2 separate regions of the Arachis hypogaea genome follow, and region 2 is linked to region 1. Evidence: chromatin contacts called from public Hi-C data. All regions are on one chromosome and are shown on one strand. Each heading gives the region's core, a stretch centred on a gene start, on an enhancer-like site or on the middle of the called end of the contact. The rest is flanking DNA. Distances are from core to core; before and after follow the strand shown. Region 1 holds the start of LOC112796677 (protein PHLOEM PROTEIN 2-LIKE A1). Region 2 holds the start of LOC112796678 (cytochrome c6, chloroplastic).

The links. Hi-C and Micro-C count contacts between places; a contact is called where the count stands out from the background.
Region 2: a Hi-C map of an unstated tissue shows a contact between it and region 1, with 4 times the contacts expected there. The contact joins the promoter of LOC112796678 here to the promoter of LOC112796677 in region 1. A contact is called at or near these places in 3 of 8 Hi-C or Micro-C datasets (leaf and an unstated tissue).

The regions. Positions count from the first base shown.
Region 1 is chr4:37,409,898-37,415,066 of arahy.Tifrunner.gnm2.J5K5, reverse strand. It overlaps LOC112796677 (protein PHLOEM PROTEIN 2-LIKE A1), which reads right to left and starts at 2,132. Exons shown (of 3, transcript XM_025839247.3): 1 at 1,531-2,132; 2 at 1,302-1,420; 3 at 603-1,194. The coding sequence starts at 2,010. The coding sequence ends at 819. It overlaps LOC112796676 (lecithin-cholesterol acyltransferase-like 4), which reads left to right. Exons shown (of 11, transcript XM_025839246.3): 11 at 1-622. The coding sequence ends at 340.
Region 2 is chr4:37,550,103-37,555,271 of arahy.Tifrunner.gnm2.J5K5, reverse strand. It overlaps LOC112796678 (cytochrome c6, chloroplastic), which reads right to left and starts at 3,198. Exons shown (of 7, transcript XM_025839249.3): 1 at 2,792-3,198; 2 at 2,508-2,643. The coding sequence starts at 2,851.

The DNA of each region.
Region 1 (5,169 bases), core at 883-3,382:
GGGTATCCTCTGCGAACCTCATCTATTCCGGATTATCAAGCACTGGCTGAGAGCTGGAGACCCAGATCCTTTTTACGATCCCCTGAATGATTATGTGATTCTACCCACTGCTTTTGAAATGGAGAGTCACAAAGAGAAGGGTATAGAAGTAGCTTCCCTTAAAGAGGAATGGGATGTTATTTCCAAAGACCAAGATGAACAAAGCAATAGTCATGATAAAATGGAGATGAGATCCATATCAGTTAAACATGATGGGACTAAGGCTCATGCTACCGTCACTGTTCGCGAGGGTAAACAACATGTTAAACTGAAAGCTGTGACCGTTTCAGTGGATGCCTAATGCATCTGTTTCGGTTGATTGAATGAGTGAACAGGGAGGAACACCTTCTGTACAGTTTGATTGTGGCCGCCATCACTTGTATATAAGAACTGAAATGATGGTGCTGCCATGTTCCTCCATGTTTTCATGTATGATTTGTGAATTATATGTATTCGTTATGACCATCTTTCTACCATTAACTCATGGTTCCAAGAGTGGTGTTCGTTGTGCAAAGTTCATGTAAAACGTTACTGTTTATTCGACTATTTTAAAATCCAATAAATAATTCATAATTCCCGTTCATTATTCATAATTCGATGCCCTCTGTTAAAACTTTTTTGACGACTGCAATAGTGCAACTAATGCACCTAAAAGAGTCTTATTTTGGAAACACTACAACATAGTATCATATGCTTAAGTTACTAAAACTATTAGCTCGCGTTCTCTATTTGATCCTTCCTAAGATTTCGTACATCAAAGAAAGAAATCTCATTACTGTCTAGCTTAGTTCCTTTGGTTTGATGGCAACACCTTTGATCACAAGTCCCTGCTTCCACATGCCACCTTCATACTCATACAGAGACACCTCCATCTCCCCACCATCTTTTTCAGATGCTACAAACTCGCCAACCGGAATCTCTATATACTGCATTCGTAACTTCTCAATCAAACTCTCCTTGTGTTGCTGCTTTTTACCTCCCGGAAGCACGAGTCTAACGTTGACCGGAACTTCCCACCCTTGCGCCAGATCCTTCAACATTACAATAAACGACACTTCATATAGAGTTCCTGGGGAAAGGTTTCTGGTATCAAATTTTCCATGCACCTCTAGCCAACACACTCTTTCCAGTTCAGCCGCTTCAATAATTGTGCCACTGCAATATCACATAACTCGCTCTAATCAGTTAGGACTAGATAAAAAAGCTGTCTAAGATAAATCAATGTGCTTTGATCATAAGATTCATTTTAACTAAATGCGGACCTTGATTCTTTCTGGGTTACCCATTTCCAATAATGTTGATTTTCTGCCCACGTGATTGATAGTGCTCTTGCGTATAACATGAAACAGTTGCTATTGGACTTCTTTTCTATCCAATATTTCTGTCAATAATGATAATCAATGCTCAATAGAGAATTATATTATATTAAACTAAAGATAATATGGCATGCGACAAGTTGATCAATAAAGAAAGATAGAGTGTTGAGCTTGCCTTAGTGTTATGGTCTAAGAAGACTCCAGAATATAGCTGATCAAGCAACTTCTCCTTGGAAGATGTATGAACCGGTGAGTCTGCACCCTTCAATATGTCTTCATATCTATATGGAAGATTCATCATCAGTTCTTTGGAGGATTTAGTAGTGGCTATCATGGATTGGTGATGATTGTTTCCCTTGTTGGGTTTTACAACTCTTGTGGGGGAATAATTTTCCACTGATGAGTTTGTGGCTTTGATGGATGGTTTTGATGGCAGTAACCATCCATCCTTGCTGGTAGCTCCTTCATTATTTGCCACAGGCTGCCGTTGCGGTTGTGGTTGTGGTTGTGACTGTGGCCTTCTTAGCTGTGGAGACTGCGTTCTTGATAATTGCGGCTGAGGCTGTGGTTGTGATTGTGATTGTGGCCTCAACAGCTGCTGGTGTTGGTGGTTGCGAGGCTCCTCATCAACTTCTCGTGAAAGTTCAGCTCCCATTTCTCTTGTTAATTTCTTCGGTTCCTATCACTATTATACCTATTAGTGGATTTTCAATTGTAGCACCCTTTTTCTTTTATAGCCGAACTAATGTAAAGAAAATTGCAAATGATGTTAGATGCATTTATTTGATTAGTGATATAAAGATATTTGTTTAAAACAATGTTACATTTAAAAAATAGTGGATAATGTATACTTTTTATTCCTATCGTTTTGTAATTTCTTTTTAAAATATTTCTAACATTTCATTTCATTCAATTTTATTTTTAACGTTTTAAATTTATTCAATTTTGTTTTTAATGATTTTGATTTGTATCAAAAGTTAAAATTATCCTTAAAACTTTTTAATTTATCCCTAAAATTTTACAGAGTTAACGTTTACGGTAATTTTGACACAAATTAAAAACATTAAGAATAGAATTGAATGCAACTAAAAATTACGGATATTTAAAAAAAATAAATATTAGAGACAAAAATATATTTAATCCAAAAATAATAAGTATATGAAATTAACTTTTAATTAGTTAATATTAACTAATTTTTTATTATAACATTATTTGTTAATTTTTATTCTTGGAAGATTTGCAATTTAAGATTTAGCATTTAGGATTCAAAAGTTTAAAATTTAAGATTTATAATTTAAGATTTAGAGAGACCAATAGAGGTCGGCTGCTAGTTGGCGATGGTAATAAAAAAGTGATTTTAGAAAATATTGATGGTTATTATTAGCTAAAAAATAATATGATTTTTTAATTTGATTGAATAATACTAAGGAGCCACTTTTTTTACTTTTTCTTTTTCCAAAAGCAAGAATTTTATTGATTCTGACAAAATAAATAAGTCGTCTAACTTGGATAACAACAGTAACAAGTGGTAAATGTCAAAAGAACACTTGAGATAAAGAAATATTAAAATAAGTGAATAGGTTATAGATCAAATGATATGGTCTTTTCATACTCACCTTGAAGTCGCAGGTTCGAATTTCACTCATAACTTTGGTATTTCTTACGACTAAATATTCATATTTTCAAAGACATGTTAATTATGACTTAATCAAATCTTTCTTAAGGCTGCTACAATTGTCGAGTTTCTTCTGGAGTTTGAATTTCCAATAGCAGAGTATAACACCATGTTCTTCTACCATCCCTAAGGTCCAATTTTGTAATAGGTATATTCATTACTCTCTGTTATTGCCAAATCTTTATTACTTGTAGACAATTAATTAAGCAGTATATGACTAATTCTGGCATTTTTACATTTAAGACATATGATTGAGAAATTAAAAATTTTAGTTTGGAAATTGGAAATTCTGTGGATAGCTTTCCAAACGAAGAACTTAACTTTTGTTAGAATTTTAATGGACCAAATTGATTTTCAAATCATCTTCTGAGTGAAAAGTTACGAGAGAAATTCTATTGTGGCGTGAAAAATCTGAATACAAATGCATAATTGAAACACAGAGTAAGAACCACTCTTTTTTTCATGTTAATTTGTTCGGGTTTGAATTTCTTTTAATGCTGAGTATATTTTGAACCATAAGAGAAAAAAATTAAACAGTAATAAGTGATGAATTTTAGTGACCATTAGTCTAAAGTAATTGTGACACCTATTGAAGGTTCTGGTTAAGAGATAATGACCGAGGTCTTTAATTAAATTATGTTAATATTATCGTCACATGTTTTTGTTCAAAAATAAAAATTATATTATCCCTACTTATTTGCCTTTCAAACCTTTTTCTAGAATCTTGCAATCTTCTAAGATACTTTTATATCTTTAGGATAGATTGGTTTCTAGACCTTTATAAATGATAAGAAAGAAAAGTACTTGCTTTTGGGTACTTTATAAATCAAAGAGTTTGTCCTAGAAGTTAGTCTCCAACCTTTTTTTTTCAAAAAAGCTTTACATCCATGTAATTTTTTCATCCAAGCTATCCAAGTAACTTCAATCAGATGCACCTCCCGAATCCCCTTACGTGTTTGTTATACACGCGCCTCATATAACGTAAACTTCGTTCTTCTCGCGTTTTCGTTCTTCTTCTTCTTCTTCTCTGATCGTGTTCTTCTTCGACCTAATAAAATTTGTCGTTCTCCTCTGTTTGCGTTTTTCTTCTCTGCTCGCATTCTTTATTATTGATCTGCATTGAATTCAACGTAATAAGCTCCATCGTTCTTCTTTTTCTTCTTCTTTTTCTTAGATCTACACTTCTGAATGGAAACAATGAATGATTCAACTTCAAATTAGTTGAATGAAGTTATTACGTTGAGATAGCTAGGGAATGATTGCTGCATGCTATTACAATAATCTTAAACACTGAACAAAGTAAAAGGAGGCCACCGAACCGAACAACATTCATTTGATGAATCAAAATCACAAAGGCCACCGAACCGAACAATGTTCATGTCGTGAATAAATACTGATCAACTTTTAATCAACAAGAATAGTATTTCTCCTCCTCTTCCTCCTCCTCCTTCTTCTTTCAAATTTGTGCACGTAGATTCTTCTTCTGCTTCTTCTTCTTCCTGCACGCAGATTCTCTTTCTTCTTTCGTTATAATTATCACCAACAACACTAACATTTTGCTCGGTTAAGTGGAGTTGCTCATTTTAATTCACTTGATTGTTAATGTATTCAGTTGAGTCCTTATGCATGCAGAAATATTTTTTTACCGATTGAATGTTTATCACGTTTTATTCAGCACATAATTGGTGTTCGGTTCAGTGGTGTTGGTCATTTCGGTTCACCTGATTATTATGTGTTCAGTTGACTTCTTTTGCATGGAAAAATGCTATTCTTGACGATTGAATATTTATGACATTTTATTCAGCACATGAATGTTGCTCGATTCAGTGGAGTTGTTCATTTTGATTTACTTGATTGTTAGTATGTTCAATTGAGTCCTTGTGCATGTAAAAATATTTTTCTTGATGATTAAATGTTTATGACGTTTTATTCAGCACATGAATGATGTTCGGTTTAGTGGAGTTGGCCATTTCAGTTCATTTCTATTCTGCACAATTTAAAACTCTTCCTCTTCACATTCTACTGCTTCTTCACCAAGGAGAGAAAGAGGAAAAGACAAAAAAATACAACAGCAATAACAACAAAAGAATGAAGATAAAGAGAAAACACGTGAAGAAGAAGGAACGCGAAAAGAAGGAG
Region 2 (5,169 bases), core at 1,949-4,448, 140 kb before region 1:
TATGGTTTGCTGATGCTTCCATTCACGAACTTGAGCTTGTTCTTTAAGCTTAGTGCATACAGCATGGCCCTCTCCCAACTATGATAGTTGTTTGAGCTTAAAACTATGAAAATTAGCGGTGAACCAGGACTTTCACAAGGATCTAGATAATAAGGACTCGTTGGATCTACAATCGAAGAAGAGGCATGAGTTCTTGGAGATTGAGTATGATTTATTTGATTGACAAGATTAGCTAGGGTGTGAAGATCGATTTCGAAAATTGTTGCTTCGGGAATTGGATTTGTAGGATGGTTAGCCATTGATCGAGACTTCTTCAAGGCAAAGAAATTGGAGGAGAAAAGATTTCTTGATAAGGATTTCTCGAGTGCAAGAAATCGAACGGATGATCAAATCGAATCAAGAAAAGTAAAATTCACTATGATTGGAAAAGGAGAGAGAAATCGATTAGAAATCGATGAAAGATGGATTCACTAACTCTTCACCAACAGTTCAAGTTCTTCAACCTTGCTCCATGTGATAAATTGGTTCTAGTTGTGAGCAACAAGGGATGAATGTTGAACATTCAAGAACAAGAGAAGAGAGCTTCTGAACTCTGAATTCTTGATGTGAATTGTAGAGACTGAAAACTTGATTAGTAAATCTCAAATTGTTAATGTTACAAGTTTAGTTATATATAGTGTGAATGCCACTAACTAATTATCCAACTGCTAACAAAAAAATAACTGTCTAAATAATTAACTCTAGGAAAAGTATACGTTACCAAGAGAGAGTCTGCCAACTATTACCAACACGTGATAAATTAGGATTAAACCATGATTAACTTAGATGTGGCTTTATTTAGTAGATGGGCTTCATGTCCAGCCCAACTCAAGTTGGCAGATTTTGACAGATAAAAAATTGGTAACGTAGCACTACTGTTAACTCTATATATGTTAGCAAGTTAGTTATGTAGAGGAGTGTAAAATGTGAGTAGAAGAGAGTGAAATCTGAAGATATGAAGCTGGTTCACAAGTTTTGACAATTAATTAAACTAATTAAATATATTAAATATTTTTTGTAAATTACAAGAATTACAAAAAAATCTTATTTTATAATTTTTTTAACTACATATATATTAATTAGATCTAACAATACAAAAAAATAAAAAATTAAAAAGAACAAATAAAAAAATAAAAAAACCAAATTACAAATTTAAAATAAAAAATTGATAAAATGTTATTGAATAATAATAAATTTTATAATTATTAATAAAATTGATATAAAAATTATATGATTTTATAAATATAAAGTTTAAATAGTTTTATTGTAATTAATTAATTTAGTTATCAAAACTTATATTAAATTAAAAATTAATATTAATTATTTTGATGGTATAATTAATTTTAACTAATAATTATTAAATTTATTATAAAAAATAACTTGCTCTTTATTTAAAAGATGATTGAATAATAATTTACCAAAAATTTATCTATCACATACATACAGACACACACTCACATCCATATAATATATATATATATATATATATATATATATATATATATATATATATATATATTTCACTTACTATCTTAAAAAGTATATTTTTAAAACCTCTCATCTTTAACTTTATTATTATCATTATCATCACACTTCTTTCTCAACTCCTCATATATATATATAGAAGATAATAGGCAATTTAACTAGTAAGTAATGTTTTCACTTACTATCTTAAAAAGTATATTTTTAAAACCTCTCATCTTTAACTTTATTATTACCATTATCATCACACTTCTTTCTCAACTCCTCATTTCAACATAAATTTATATCTTTTAAATTTTATTTTATAAAATAAAATATAATTTTTAATTACTTATTTTATAAATAAAACAAAAATAAAAAATAAAAAAATTATACTTTACTCTATTAAATAATCTAAAATTTAAAAAATTCAAATTTTAGTGTACTATTTTCCATCCCTACCGTACTACTCTACTCTTCATCGTTGACGTTACTGAACTACTTTCACACCTCAACTTTTAATCTCACGTTTGACTTCACATGATTACTGAAAAATGAATTTTAATGTTGAAATTTATTTAAAATACTAGAAACAAAATTAAAACAAATTAAATATTAAAAATAAATTTTAATTTTTTTTAAATTTGATAAAAAAAATATATTTAAATAATATTTAATTAATAATGCAGAATTAAAAGTGACAAAATGGATAGTCCATGCAATTTCGTCAACACCCACCCACAAACTATTAAATAAAACAAATTCAAAATACTATTTCACTTAAAAATACTAATATAAAAATTTGATCATTAAAAAAGTAAATACAAATAAAAGATAATTAAATTATTATATAATTTTTTCATTATCTTTTAATTTTTAAATTTAAATAAAATTATTTAAAATAATATATATCTATCAATATAGCAGCAATTTAGAGAAATATAGCAGGGGCATTACAGTAATTCCAGGCATAAGAAGAGCGGCAGTGGGATTGATTGACACGTCACCTTGGGGAGATGAGATAGGAGATAAGGCAAGAAGAGCAGCCACAATTGGAGGAGCCAATCTCTTAAGCTTGTAGAACTTCACTTCCCCATTCTTGACCTTTCCAGGAATGTAATTCTCTTCTTTCTTCACATTATCCTTTAATCAATATCATCATACATGTCATTAACCCTTCTTACATATTCTAGTCTCTTCTAGTTGGTTATAAGATTATGATTCATAAACACACATGATGATAAGAGACAGGCGGAGAGAATAACAGGAGTATAATTAATTAGTTAATTACCTTAGTGGAGAGGATTCTAGTGTAATCAATGCAACATGATATCATGCCGGTAAGCTCCATGTTGCTGCTTCTTTTGTTCTAAAGTGAATGTGAAAGCGGAAAATATAAGTATATATACATATAGCTAAAACTCAAGGGAGATGTGAAATACTGAAATGTATGTTGTACACTACAACAATGATGAGGTATCAATGCACACATCTAAATACTAGATATAAAATAAAATAAATTTTTGTCTGTGGTGGTTAAAAATTTGGAATGGTTATATGATCAAAAGAGTGGGAAAATTAATTGATTTCTTTTCTGTAAATAGGAAACGATTTCAAAACTTGAAAAATTATGTTCCAAGGTTTTATAAATAAAAAGAAAAAACAAAAATAAAAAAAGTGTTCGATTTGACATGAATGGAAAATTCCTCTAAAATTATATTTTCATATATGTGTAAAAAAATTAGATAAACAACAAAAATAATTATTTTTCATAATCTAAAGTTATTGATAATCTAAATGGATAACTTGTTTATACTGTCAATTAAAATCCATCAAATTGAAAAAAAAAGTTAATTGTCCACCAAAAAGTTTAAATATTAAAATTAATTTCGAAACATAATTCATGTTTTTTAATACAACATATTCTAAAGATGAATTTATTAACGTCTAAAGTGAATCAGATCAAGTTAATTACTTTGTATCTAGTCACATTTGAGCATATAACTGTTAAAAAATATGTCATAACAATTCACTGCACGGAATGGATGGTACGGTAGGTGTGTGCAGGTCCGGCCCTACTCGAAAATTCGAATATTTTAGAAATTTTTTTTGGTGTGATTTTATCAGGTTTAGAGTCGGATAAAAATTTTAAAAATAAATTCGGTCATTATTTTGGATCGGGTCCGGGTCATGGCTCGAGTCACCCGAACTCGGTCCGGTGGCCCAATCATCATACACAGTTAATATTTTGTGTTATTAGTGATCAATGATGGCTATTCTTATATAGAATTTAAGTATTGTAAACCTTAATATTTTGTATTATTAGTTATTATAAGACTATTAGTTAATGTTTTTATGTTTAAAATGTATAAGATTTTAGACTAATGCATAATATTGTGTTATGTGTATTGATTTAAATATTTGGTGTTATTAGACAATATTAGTATTGATTATGGTTATGCTTTAATTTTAGAGAAGAGTTGGTTCTTATTATATTTTTCTAAGTGAATTTTACCATGTCAAATAATGGTTGGAGTTCTTGAAAATTTGGATATTTTCACATACTAGCTTATAGAAGATATCAAGGTAATATAATGTTAACGGTTCGGTTTTCACTCGGTATAATCGTAACCCGAAAGTGTATAGGTTTCGTCAGGTTTAGGACCGGGTTCGGGTCTAATAAATAGGTCCGGTATATATTTTCAGGTCGGATTTGGGTCACATCAAATTCGATTTCACTCGACCCATGCACACCCCTAATGGATGGTGACAAACATTTCATGATTACAGATTTGATTAGTATATATAAGTGAATTAGTTGCTCTTCTAAAGACGGCTGATTTTTTTGCTATATAAAAAAAATGTTAGTATTTTGTTCGAAATAGGAAAATATAATATAATTGCAAATGGGTGGATGTTGCAGTCAAGGTAAGGGCAACATGCAAGTGACGCATACTGAGTCAACATATGGGATATGTGTTAGACATGTGGTGACATCTTGGCCAATACGTAGGGAGCATATTGCACATGTGACTTGCGTGTTGGGTGCTCTTTCTATATAAGGTAAAATTCGATACCATTTTATTGCGAAGAGAATTGTTTGAGTGTATTGGTAGTGTGATAGAAGGTACCACAAATATACTGGTGTATTACAACATTAAAATTATAGGAAATATTCATGAGAGGGTGAACTTTGCATGTGAGAATTCATTTTCGTTTGTGATTTCATGCACCATGACATTTGTAGAGCTACGGAATGGTTTCTGTCAAAGCAAGAGAATGATATTTTAAAGAGAGTGAGCAATATTCTATACTAGAATCCGTTATAGTATTTGGTGGTCTAATATAATTTGATATTATGCCGATCATTGACGAAGCAAGTATGCAGCATATCACTACAAAAACGTCGCGGATATTGTTGGATTTACTTTCGGATTTAGTGGCAGAATAAATCCAACGATAATGCGGTGAATTTACTGGCAGATTTTTTCATCCGCCGGTAATGCGGCAAATATAAATTTAATTATGGAGGTTGTTATTGTCGGATTTTCTCCTGATAAATTCGATAGTAATATGTTAATTATTTTTAATAATTAAATTAATAGATACCAGCGGATTTACCACCGGTAAACTTAAACTTTTAATTTTTTTAAATTTCTTTGTAAATTC